2 separate regions of the Anas platyrhynchos genome follow, and region 1 is linked to region 2. Evidence: chromatin contacts called from public Hi-C data. All regions are on one chromosome and are shown on one strand. Each heading gives the region's core, a stretch centred on a gene start, on an enhancer-like site or on the middle of the called end of the contact. The rest is flanking DNA. Distances are from core to core; before and after follow the strand shown.

Evidence for each region. A called contact is a pair of places that touch in the nucleus more often than the background predicts.
Region 1: a Hi-C map of small yellow follicle shows a contact between it and region 2, with 2.8 times the contacts expected there. The contact joins two enhancer-like sites. A contact is called at or near these places in 2 of 8 Hi-C or Micro-C datasets (F5 follicle and small yellow follicle).

The regions. Positions count from the first base shown.
Region 1 is chr1:146,144,275-146,150,752 of IASCAAS_PekinDuck_T2T, reverse strand. No RefSeq gene overlaps it. Among named protein-coding and RNA genes, the nearest start is that of IRS2, 100 kb to the right of the region's middle. Within about 2 kb of position 2,647, at least 3 of the 8 cell types and tissues checked have an H3K27ac peak or open chromatin away from gene starts, as enhancers often do. A contact at or near this core is called in F5 follicle and small yellow follicle, where this site is marked.
Region 2 is chr1:145,841,026-145,847,249 of IASCAAS_PekinDuck_T2T, reverse strand. No RefSeq gene overlaps it. Among named protein-coding and RNA genes, the nearest start is that of IRS2, 200 kb to the left of the region's middle. Within about 2 kb of position 1,774, at least 6 of the 8 cell types and tissues checked have an H3K27ac peak or open chromatin away from gene starts, as enhancers often do. A contact at or near this core is called in F5 follicle and small yellow follicle, where this site is marked.

The sequences.
Region 1 (6,478 bases), core at 1,398-3,897, 300 kb before region 2:
TTTTAAAGAATTATAACCTGGCAGATTCATTCAACTTCTGCTGACTTTAGAAGGTTATTGAGATAAATACATGGTTGCTTACTTTAGCAGTACAGATTCGCCTAAATAATTTTACAAACACTAGAGAGAAGAAAAAAAAATTGGCCTGAGACAACCATTTTGAACTCAAGAAGCAATAAAACCCTGCCTAAATATAACTAACCAAAATTATTATTCATAATTAATACATCTTTATTATGACTGAACTCAAATCTAACTCCTGCTACAAGTACTCTGGGATACAAACCGCCTTTTTCCATCCAGAATCTAAGGGCAGTACTGATGGATTCCTGTTTCATGAATAGAGGCTCTGATGAAAACAAAATTCCCAAAGAAGCCCTAAATGCAGCGGGGAAGGTGGGACACAGCAGCAAGGGTCCTCCTTTGGCAGGAATTTTCTTGTTACTTCCTTGTGGTACAGAATTGGTCTAGCACAGGTCTCAATCTTCTCATCTGAATCCCATACATGAAATAATTTCCTGCTGCTGGTGGTTTAAAATGTAACTATTAGACTGCACCCAGAGAAAGCTCAATATACCAGAAAACTCTTAAATAGATTAACTGTGAGCAACCATGATCCCTGTGGAGACCATGCCTAGGTAAGGTACACTGATCTTGTTCTGCACTTTCAAATGCTGCTTACAACTCTAAAACTACAATAAATCTGTAATAATTCACCTCAGAAGCCTCTCTCAGGGGCTTTTATCCCAAGTAGTTTGCCAGCTTTCTTAAGCATGCTTTACTGTATGTCGACACTTTGGCTTTTTGGGTATTTCTGTTTCTTTGCCCATATGAACCACTCCTTAAAATGGCCCGTTTCCCTGGCACTGGGAATGAAACTGGAACAGCTTGTCCTGGCAACTGTTGCTAGTCTACAGTAATTGGATGTATTAAAAATAAAAACAACAACAAAACAATTGTTTTTCCTCATTCCTTCCCAGTAGAAATCAATTAGTCACAGCCTTTATTTAGCACATGTGACATTTACCTAAGCAAAGGCAACTGGTGAGCCGGTTTTGTGTAACAGTCCTGGGGAGCACAGGTCTTACTCATGCTCCAGGCCTTGCTCTGTTGTCCTGGTTGTCACCAAGAGTTAGTCATTATGCAGAGCAGTGCCGGGTGTTTCTGTTAATAGGACAAACCGCTACAAGATCCTGTTGCCATGAATTTGGAACGAGTTGGATGGGGGAACTGTTTTCTTCGCTTGCTGTTGGAAGTGCCCTCCATCAGCACACCATGCAAAGAGCTTCCCTTGCTGGGCTTCCTGCCAGGGCCTCAGCATAAGCTGTCACCTTCGGTGCTTGCTGGCTGCTGTCCACCAGATCTCTATGTGTGCCTGCTCACGCAAGGGCTCACGCAATAAATCATGCAAACACGCACTCGTTCCTCCATCGAACAACACCAGCCTGCCTCCCTCTGCATCCAAGCCCCAGCAGCATTTGTGCCCAGTCTCAAGGGGATGTGGGGAATCATTTTATATTCCTGACAGAACCCCGTGTTTGCAGTTCTCTTGGCAATGCCGCTCAAGTCAGGTCAAAATTCAGCTGGGGGGTGGAAATGATAATAATGAAAGTCTTGGTTTGGTTTCCAAGGTTTTGTTTTGGACGAGCCAAATTTCATAGAAGTTGAGGCCCAAGGGATCTGTTGCAGATTTGGCCTTATTGCTCTTTTGGGGCTGAGGTCACTGTGCTTCATCACCCACATGCAAAACAAACATCTTTGCCACCTGGAACAAGGCAGATGTTCTCTTGATACCTCTGAAACAATGCAATTTTTTACCCTCCAACCTCTATTGTATTGGTATGCATTTGAGCAGTAGTAGTACAGCTAGGGTGTAGGCCCTGTCCCCCACAAGGTATGTGCCCTACTAACTGCTGGTCTTCCTCTGCTGCAGCCTCCTGACAGTGTTGTCACTCCAACTCAACATTTCTATTGTATTTATTACCAGCATCAAAGACAGAATTGAGTCAAATGAAATGTTGAATGCAACATGAAGAATTTTCTCAAGGCTTCCTTTCACTTCAACAAGAAATATCAGGAGTAATTCTTGGTTTTTGCCAAATTGATTTATTCTTTTGATTTTACCCCTATTACTGTCACATTAGACATTTTCACTGTCTCAGTTCTGACCAGCCTTGTGTCTTGCTGGTGTTTTGAGGGGCAGTTTCTGTCTGTCAGCTTTCTCACTCAGAAAAGGAAGCTTTCTTGTCTCTGACATTATCTTGAATGAAAAATAATGTTCTCACCCCTCAGTTTCATCTAGGTATCACCCTGCTTCTGCAAAGCAAGCTATTTTCGTGGATACTTTCACATGAGGACATTCTTCAACTCTATCAGCTGGTGATTAATCATTGCTTAGATTTAGAATATATAAAAATTTTATTTTTAAAAGTTACAATGCCATACGTAAAAGCCTCCAAGGGTGACTTTGAAGTTTGAAGATAATTATTTGGCAAGCAATGTGGGGTCTGCTGACATGGTTGGTTAAAGAACATATTGTGCTAATTTACAGTTACACTAACAGAGATAAGAAGCTTGAACTACAGAACTGAGTACAATCAGGGGCATGAAAACGGGACCTATGTTATGTCTGCTAAATCTCCCGAGGTTCTGGCTCCAGTTTAGAGCATTCCTTTACTTAAAACCCCGCTGTTGGAAAGAGAGATGTGTTGGATATTCCAGAGGAATTTGAAAGCTGGAAGACTTTCCAGAAAATGAGATTTCCTTTTAATGCTCAATAACATGATTCATCTATTGTTACCTGCTTTTCCTCTCCTGACTAATTGCAGAAGGTATGAGTTTTGTTCCCCTTTTTAACACATCTACCAGTGTCAAATATTTTACTGGATGGATTGATAGGTTCTGAACTTCACAAAGACTCTGCAGTCAAGGGGGCAAGGCAGCAGAGAAGTGTAAGGACATTGGTCTAGTTTGGCCTTATTGAGAGAACCTCAAGATGAACTTTGGTTATTTGTGTAGGAGTGATTTAAAATTCCTGCTCCATTTTTCTGCCAGACATTATTACCCCAGTAGCAGAGGCAGCAGAAAGGGTGATATACCCTTCTCTCAGCTACAGAGGTCACAGCCTGGTGTATTCAGTGAAACTGCAATAAATCTTAGCTTTTGGGTAGTAACTCCTGTCTGTGTGGGCAGGCAGCTGAGAATAATAACCTCTTAAATTACTCCAGCGTACATTGCAAGAACTCGTTTAGAGGCAGTGTGCATAATCCTGGGCCCAGATTTTCAAAGGTGTATTTCCTTGCATAAAGCTTTACGTACAGGCTGTATGTTTGCACATATGTGTGGTCATTAGGTTTTGTCTTTGTGCATGACACTATCAAAACAGCATGCATGAATTTGTCTTGTGTAGTGTGGGTGGATACTCATAGTGCTACTGATCACAGAAATGTACTGTTGCCTTTGGAAATGCTGCTCATCTGCCTATGTAAAATGGCTGATACCAGCACTGTGCTCTGTCACATGGCTGGGAACCCTGAGATGGCAAGTCCAAAGTCAGACACTTCTTCAAACCAGAGGTCAATGTCATGCCAAGCTTTGGATGTATGTAAAACCCTTGGGTTTTCCTCAGGGAAAAGCAGTTCTCACAGAAAGCAATATCCTTCTTTCCCAGAAGTTGGGAGCTACTGTCTCTCACCAATGCACCTCAGGATGCCATGTCCCCAGGCCCTGTGTCCTGCCCTGCTGCATGCCACTCAGCTGCTTACATACATGCCAGGTTTGTCACCTGTGCCACTAATTCCTGCTCACAGGTGGAGGTGCACAGTTCAGCAATCAGCTCGATCACTGGTAACATCACTACCATGCCTCTGAAAATACCTCATGGCATGGAAGCTTTGTGGATTGGCAAGCAATAGCTACAAAACTGTGATCTTTGTGTTCATTTATTTATTTTTGGTTAGAGGGTTAATTACATGCTGTAATCCCACATAATTACTAGATTCTTAATGGAGCCCAATAAAAAGATTAATAAAGCTATTCTGAAATAATTATTTCAGTACCCTTTATGTAGAGAAAGCAACAGTAATGAATTCAGTCTAAGAAGCAAGCAAGAGCTATGGAAATCTACATATCACCTCACCATCACATCCTCTGCGGGTCTAGTCCCTCACTGAAAGACTTTAAATAGGACTGTGAAGTCACATTGACCTTGGCTGAGTTTGGACTCCCAGAATTCTCTAAATGGATATTAGTTGCACCCTTAGTTCTTTGTATTTCCTCAGAAATTTCTGATTAGAGTGAGGCCTGCATCTTCTTCGATTCTAAGTCAAACTATTCTTTTCATAGCTTTCATTTGTTTTTAATAAGTGTTTATTTATAAACAGCTGTACTTGACATTTAATTTGAGATGGAGCTGGGTAGTGTTTTTCTTTCTGTGGTAGATATATCTCTTCAGGAAATGCCTGCTAGCAGCAGGACTTCTGGGTTTGTCTTGGCATATTCAAACTGGCACTTGGAAAAAATAACTTAATTCATGACTCTTTACGTTTTTGTTGTTGCTAAGGGTTTTATGATTACAGAAGTATAGTATGCATGCATGTATGTTTGAGTACGGATACAATTATTAGTGGAGTTGTGTTTGGGGTTTTGCAAATAGTTATCTGAGAGAATGGTTAGTAGGCATGTTGACGGATATGTGAGCCTCCATTCACATCCATATGGCTTGCAGCTGAAGTCACATAGGAAATATGGTTAATATGAATCACCCTCAGTTAAAATTTAGTGATCATACATGTCATCAAATCAATAAAAATGCTGACCTGATTTAACCCAACTTGAAAACCATTGTACTCAGGTTGACATCTTCAGTTAGCCTTGCAACAGGCTAACAAATGTGGCCTTGCAACATTTGAAAACTGCAAAGCCAGTAATGACAGAAGCCTACTTTAACCTACAAATGGCAGGTCCTTTTGGTTCTGTGAGGATTATTTTTATCAGACCTGTTTTCTGGTTTTGATTTTATTCCTCAGAAAATGAAGTCTATTAACAGCCCAAGTACATATTAAATTTTGAAAGCGTAGATGTTTCCTTTTTTCCATATACTCTTTGGCTGCTTCTGCCTTGCAATGTTTCTGTTCCCCTCCCTCTACCCTGAAGAATTCTAATAATGGGTTTGGGTGAAGTCATCAGAAAATAAAAGTAGTGAAATGCATGAAAACTCAGAAGGGTGTCTACTTTTTCTTGGAATGCTTCCTTTGAGTAAGGTCTGAAATAATCTAAGCAAAACATGATCTTTTCTTCTTTTTCCATTAGGGAAGGTCAGTTTAAATATGACTTTACATCAGTGGGCTATACCTGTGTAGAGAAGTTACCTTACCATAAATGTTATTTTCACTCTTATTCGTTAAGTTTACCTTGTTGAGAGCCATGCTACGTTGTATATTCCATGTAATCATAACAAAATTTTAACATTATCTGTAAGCACAAGATGTGGTTGTGATTAGAAACTTTAATTACTTCAAGTTTTCTTTCCAATTTCTCCCCTCCTTCTCTTTACTCAGCAGCAGACTGCAAATACTCCAGTAAATAAAGACTCAAGCTATATATTTCTTCTAAAAACCAATGTTTTTATGAATATTTCTGTCTTTCTTCTAAGAAAAAGGATCTGTAGCAGATCTGGTACTGAAGGTGATTCTCCTTGTAGCCCTTCCTCAGATTTCATTCATTTGTGTTCCACTTTGAACCCTAAACCCGTTTGTAGTGACTTTTCTGCTATAGTTTCTAAACATTCTACAGTTTCTAAAGATTGTGTGGTGTGGATGGTTGATGCAACTGAGGCTGTAGAGGTAGGTATCTGGTGCCTGAAATACAGGCATTCTGTCTTGGGAATTGCTGTAAACCACCTGCACTGATTTTCAGGGTAGACATAAGAGAGGATTTCTATCTGCACATTGGTCCAGTGTTCAGAAAACAATCTAGCTTTCTAATTTACTAGCTTGCTAGCTCGCTAGAATACTGACTCCTGAGAATCAGTTAGCGATGGTTCATGTATCTTAAATTGGCACTGCACTGTGGAGCACAGCCATAACCTTAAGAGCCTTTAAAGGATGAGTGGCTATTACTGATCTATAAAACATTATTGCATAGCAATTTATTCCACAAAAACAAAATGATACAAGGAGAAACTGTATTCATTACATAAACAGCACACTTCAACAAACAAGACTGACGTTCTATAAGCAGCACACGTGTAGGAATAAGAACTTTATAAAACAAATAATGAAAGGAACAAACTGTTACAGTCTGATGTAATTTCAGTAATTTTGTAATTGAGAATTTCCACCCACTACCCGTGAAAGGGAAAGTACACATAGTCCTGCACACCCATTATGTATTTACTTCTCTGATAGTGGCAAACACGTTAGCTGTTGAAATAATGGCTTTGGTTCCTTTTCATTATTCCATGACCCTTCATAGAGGT
Region 2 (6,224 bases), core at 525-3,024:
CCTTCTTACATCGGCTGAAAGGCAATGAGAGCATTGGACACTGGGCGGCTGATGGGAAAGGATCCCCGGAGCTGCCAAGCTCTGGCTCCAGAAATGTCTGTGGGGCTTCAATAACAGGAAATCACGTGTGCTGTCATTATCAGCTGCTGAGCGAGACAGATGCACCCAGATCAATATCAGTGTCCGATATCAAAGAGCTATTGTGGCGGTACCGAGCGGTTTGAAATAAGGAGAACAACAAAACTATTTTAAATGATTAGGGCTAGCAAAAATCCCCAGACTTTCTCCTTTCTGTTTTGTTTTTGTTTTCAGAGGCAGTGGATTCATCACCGTTAAAGGAACTGAAAGTCCTCTCTGCCCAAAGTAGTTTTGACCATTATTGATTTAATTAAACTCTGTTTGCTTAAGACTGCAGTGGGAAAGGGCTGCAAATCAGCACTCTTCCTGATCTCTCCTAATACGAGAGTATCTGTTCACTCAGCTTGGGAATCAGCATGTCCTTTAGCACAGCTGAAAAGGGACTAAGCTTCTCTTATTATGCTGTCTAAAAATACAATGCAGGAACAAAGCAAAACATCTTCAGGGCTTTTCTTCAAAGCCGGACCTGGTGAGCAGAGAAATCCTGCACATGGACATGTGTGCTCCCTGTGCTGACATCCCTATGCTCCCCCCAAGCTGAGGGGGTCTTGGTTGCACTGGCATTATGTGTCAAGGCTGACTTCTGCAGTGGGCTTTCTGTTTCTCGTCATTTGTGTTGTCAAATAAAATATGACTGTAAAGAAGCATGCTATCTTAGCTTTGTACAAATTATATACCAAGGGATGAATTCTGTTTTACGCAAAGATATATTTCTCTGGATATTTGAAGATTTTATTTAATTATTATTATTTATTTTTTATTATTTTTAACAGCTGGTATGTTAGGGTATTTCTGAAGGATCATTTTCTCATATGCCCTTAAAAACACTGCAAGCTGTTGCAGAGAATTCCGTAGTTTTGGGGCCAGGAACAGAAATCCACAGGTAGAAGTAGGGAGCTTATTTCGCAGCCCACACATAGATACTTCTGTTATGCAAGGACAGCCCTGGCAGAAGGATTCCTAGGAAGTTCTGGCCCCTCATATTTCAGATAGGGAAGAATTTGTGACGTATGAGAAATGCACCAAGGTGAATCACGTGTTTCTTTCCATTGCTTCAGCTGGGTGACTGCTGTGCTACTGGTACCTCAGAAAAGAGCCAGCAGTTAAAACAGATATTTGTCTTCTGCCAGTTCTGCGGGTGGCTCATCTGTTTGCATTATGCACTCTAGCTTGTAATTGCATTGCTGTATATTTGCATGTGTGTGTAAACTGCTCGCATAATCCCGCATATCCTGATAAAAGCACTGTATAAAGATGAGGAGGCACAGTCTGCACGGTACCCCACACATACATTTCTCTTAAGTGCAAGTCAGGTACTTGATAAGCAGATTTGCATCAGGAAAAGGTCGAGCTCTGGCATCATTCCGGGCTGGGGAGAGGCACTGAGGGCAGCGTTCCTCCTTCCGCAAGGAAATGGTTAAGGCGAGCTGTTTTCCTGCTGCCAGCGCTGCTCCTGCTCCGGGGGCCGGGCGGAGGCAGCCCCGGAGGACCGCTCTTGCCTTCCACGATAAGACAGCCGAGCCCTCACCGCGATCCCCTTGGGTCCCCGAAAGGGGACGGGCAGAAGCGAGCAAACACCGCCGAGAACGAATGGGGGCAGAGGCGGCGGCCGGAGCAGCGCCGGGGCCCGTAGTAAACAAGGCGTCGCGCCGCCTCCCGCAGCCCCGCCGCCCCACCGCGGCCAGCGGGCCCAAGGGGTGCCTGCCCCCGGGCAGGGGTGCGCAGGCCTGTTTCAGCAACACTCTGACAGACCTGCTTTCCTCTGGCAGATCTGCCCGTAATTCAATGAAGGCGGCAGAGGGGAGAGAAGAGAAGCTGCTGAAAGAATTGTGCGGTGCAGAAGTAGGAGGAGGAGGTGGGTTAGGTCGTGCAGGCCGTGGCCAGCAAAGGTTGCTCCCAGGAGGATGAAGCTGAGTGCAGTGTGGATCAGCTTTGTACCCGTGTCTTGGGCTCCCTATTGGGGATAGTCCTTTTTCAGTGCAAGTTTGGCATTGCTTTTCGGTCACAGGAAACCTTGATCCAAAGTCTTTGTGGCATACGCTGGCACAGCTTCCCTACACTGTAGTAGCCATCTACCCCAGGCAAAATGTAGTCCCCTCTCCTTTTCTGATTCTTTTTAGGACATGAAGTCTTACACTCTGCAATACAGAAATGTTCTGCAAGGTCACTCACACGAAATGTAATAAAGCAAGCTTCCTGTTTCCCAGAAGAAGATTATGTCTGAGTTTCTCTTTTTCCCTCTTTTTACTCAAATTGCTATGTGCAATGTGTTCACTTTGGCAGGGTTCAACTGTGAAAGTCGCACCTGGGTCCTGGCTTCTCTCTCATGATATCGGTTTTCAGACTATTACAACATGTGTTTCAGTCTGTGAAGCTGATATTCCAGGGCTTCTGTGACCTTCCTAAATATTGTAATAGCTACTGGCCACCAAGTGACCCTGTCATTCCCTGGGTGCTTAGATAGGTATATCCAGGCTGACCTTCAGCCTGCATCCTGTCTTGCTGACTACTCTCTTATGTCTTCATCTAGGAGGTCAGAGATCAGAAGGGAGCCAGCCAAACTGGCCAAGGGGCAACCCTCACCATGGTGCAGAATAGCTGGAATGCCCTGAGTGGGCCAAAGAAAGTTGGAGGAAGAGGTGGAGAATAACAGCTGAAATCCTGGGGTTGCTGAAAGTCCCTGCACCTCAGCTGAAGCAATTTCATGGCTGTAGTTACACCCGCATTACCAGACCTCAGAGCACTTCCACATTTATGAGCCAGCCTGTGTGCTCTGGCCATATCCTAACTCTGCATCAAAGCTAGGTCTGCACACCAGCCTTCTCCAGCCTCTCCTGCATGTCTGTGGAAATGAAACCTTGTAGGTGAGGGCTGGCCAGGAATGGCAGCGCTTTCCTGATGGCACTCACCCACCACCACAGAATGAGTCTGAATGAGTCTTTACTTTTGTCCCTTATGATCCAGTGGAAAGGCAAATAGATTAGCATAGGTCATTGGCTGTTTAGGGCTGTTAGACTTCAGAGAAAGAGTGCTTACAGACTCAGGAGCAGGTAGGAGGTAGTTTAAAGAATCTGCTTTTTAACAGCTTTCAGTTATCGGTTTCTGCCTCCCATCTGAGACAGTGTGTGACTGTGTACTAATTAATGTGGTAAGATTGGGCCAAACATGCAATACAAACATGCAAAAGCCATTGAGAGAGAATTGTGCAAAACTTTTATTTTTTATTTTTTTATTTATTTTTTTTTTCAAAGATTTAAAGCCTGTATCTTCAGCAGAGAAGGGAATTTTGAGAAAGCATGAATAGATGATAAAGAACACTCCTCTACCATTTGAGATAAGGTCAATACCCTTTGCTGTTTGTACATTAACATTATAGTACCTATGGTAGTCAGCAGAACATTTCTGATTTAATCCAAGTACAACAGTAAACATACACTATAGGTAGTATGTTAGAGTATTTTACTTGTGTGATAAGTTTTGCACTTCTGAAACTAAATATAAACTAAATATATATTTTAATCTAATAATGTTTGCAAATGAGATAACCACATTGGGAATATTTTACCAGGGAGATGGAATATGAATTAAACAGTTAGGGAAGGAACAGTAGCCAGCAGACTAACTGTAAATGCTAGTTCATAGTATGAGATCTATGGAGTACAAAGAGAAGGTGGGAGAGAAGCAAGAATATTTCCAATGAGTAAATAAAAGAACCAGGAGGAGATAGCACAGGAGTCCAGACTGCAGGAAGGCTATGATGAAGCAACTCCTCATAGCAGCAAGGTGTTTGAATATGTAGGCAATTTCTTCAACAAGAGACTTCTTGGGAAGAACAACTGGAAAGCGGGTAGAAGGCAAGAGACAGGATGGCCTGAACCCTGTTAGAAGATGAAAAACAGAAAATTGAGGCAAGAACAGCAAACAGCAAGGGGAAGTCAGCACACCAGAACATGCAAAGCAACAATGGAGTTAGAAAAGGAGCTGAAGAACAGATGAAGAGGAGGAAAGCTGTGAGAGCAGGTCTATGTTGAACTTCTCGGTGAGAAGTTACCGAGGTCCAATCAGAGAGAACAAGCCAAGAATGAGAAGGCTGAAGGCAAGGAAACAGAGAGGCTGGAACAAGGCAATGGGGATTAGATACTGTGGTTGTAGGTGAAATGATAAAATAGTATTACTACAGCAGAAGAGGAAGTGCAAAAGCATTTCTAATGGAAGAAATTATCTCGTGTTGAACTTTACAATGTTCTTCCAGTGGCTCAGTGTCTAGCAGAAGAGAAAATGGGTATGCTGATATTTCCTGTAAGTTTTGTTCTGGATGTCAATTTAACTTAAATAAAATAAAGGATTGGACAGATAAATATATTTGTGTCTTTTTACAGCCATTTTGTCTATTAAAAGACTGACTTCAGCCCTTTAAATATCTGTTTGTAACAGCACTAATGAATTCCAGGGTCCTTCTAAGTAGCTGCTACTATGTAATGGCTCTTGCAGGCATCTGCTCAAACTGTATCCAATTAAAAAAATAAATCTAGGAACAAACTGCTCCCAGTTTCAGCTGGCTGAGAAGTATGAATTCTACTTTCATAAATGGCTTATTCCCTTTCTCAGTTCTGATTAGGGCTATTGGGCCAGGAAAACTGCATCGCGTAACTTTCAACTCATATAACCTTCAAATTTATCTAACCTTGTTATCTGCAAATAGAATTAGATCAACAACATCAAGACAGCAAACAAAACAAGACAAAGCACCTCAGAAACCTACAATGTGGTAACAGATCTTATTCTGAAATACTATCAGTAGTTTTGGGGAGTTAAGCATGTCACATTTCATCTTTTTGGGGGGATAAACCTTATTGACTGCTGCCAGGGTTAACGGATGTCTTGTTTTCAGTAAGTGCAAAACAAATACTAAATCTCTGTGCCCGGTGATTTCTCCTACCTTGTGCGATCTGCAAAAAGAACTTAAAAACTTCTCTCACTTCCAAGCCATTCAGTATGAGGGCTGTTAGCAGCAGTACAGGACAGTGCGAGGTGTGGAGCTTTAATAGTGGCATTATGGTAGCACTTTTGGCACCAGACGGAGTATCACTCAGAAACATGCTATGTCTCTGTTTTATCCTCCAACCTCCCTGTGCTTTGCAGGAGTAAACACTGCTGCACAAGCGGCAGCGAGTGCTGGGTTTGAACTGGTGAATTTTGGGGGACCAGCTGGCTGTGTAGGTGTGCTACCCAGCAGGGGCCTGCACCCAGCTGCTGGATCCCAGCTGGAGCCAGGCTGGAGCCCACTCTGGGGCGGCTGCGAGGGGCCTGGGCAGAGAGGGAGCACTCCTGGCTCCCGCTGCAAAACACAGCCTTATACGGCAGCGAGCCTGGCTCTCAGGGATGTGGGTATCTCTAAACACTGCGCTTTCTTTAAAAGGTTAGCTGGGAAAAAATGTTCCCGCTTGGAAAATGCGGGCATTTGAAATAGGGGCCCAATACTAGGGCTGTTGATAATGTGACTCGGAATGTTGAGTCAGACACTTTTATTGTAGTTGTTAGCCATAATCTCCATCTCTGTATCTACTACCCATCATCTGCTCAAGAGGTTGTAGCTGCTGCCAGATTCACAGGGACAGAGGAGCAGGGAGCAGCGGGAGCAGGAGCAGTGCTGTACGGAGATCAGAGTGGCCCCCATAACTCTACACCCCTTCCACTATTCGGGTCACAGGTGCACTGGAGTTTGGCTTCCCTTTTGAAAACCACAAGGCAAAACTTTAAAAATGAGATAGTGTGGTCCCTCATTATCTATCCTTCTCTTTTTAATATTCTCAGGCACACAGGTGAGTAAATGAATATGTACGATAATCAATGCATTTTCATTTTTAATGCTGACTGCTGTTAAGCATGATGCAAACTGGTAATTGATGTAACAGTATTCAAACATAGTGCTTTGTCAGAGCTTATCTGATGGTGCCTTTGTTTCTATTTTTGATATGCTTTCCTAGTAATTTTTATCCATTCTAGGATGGATAAGCACTCACTGATTCCTCCTTTCAAAGGGAATTAGTGAACCTGACTTCCTGTCAATAAATATATAGTTATAA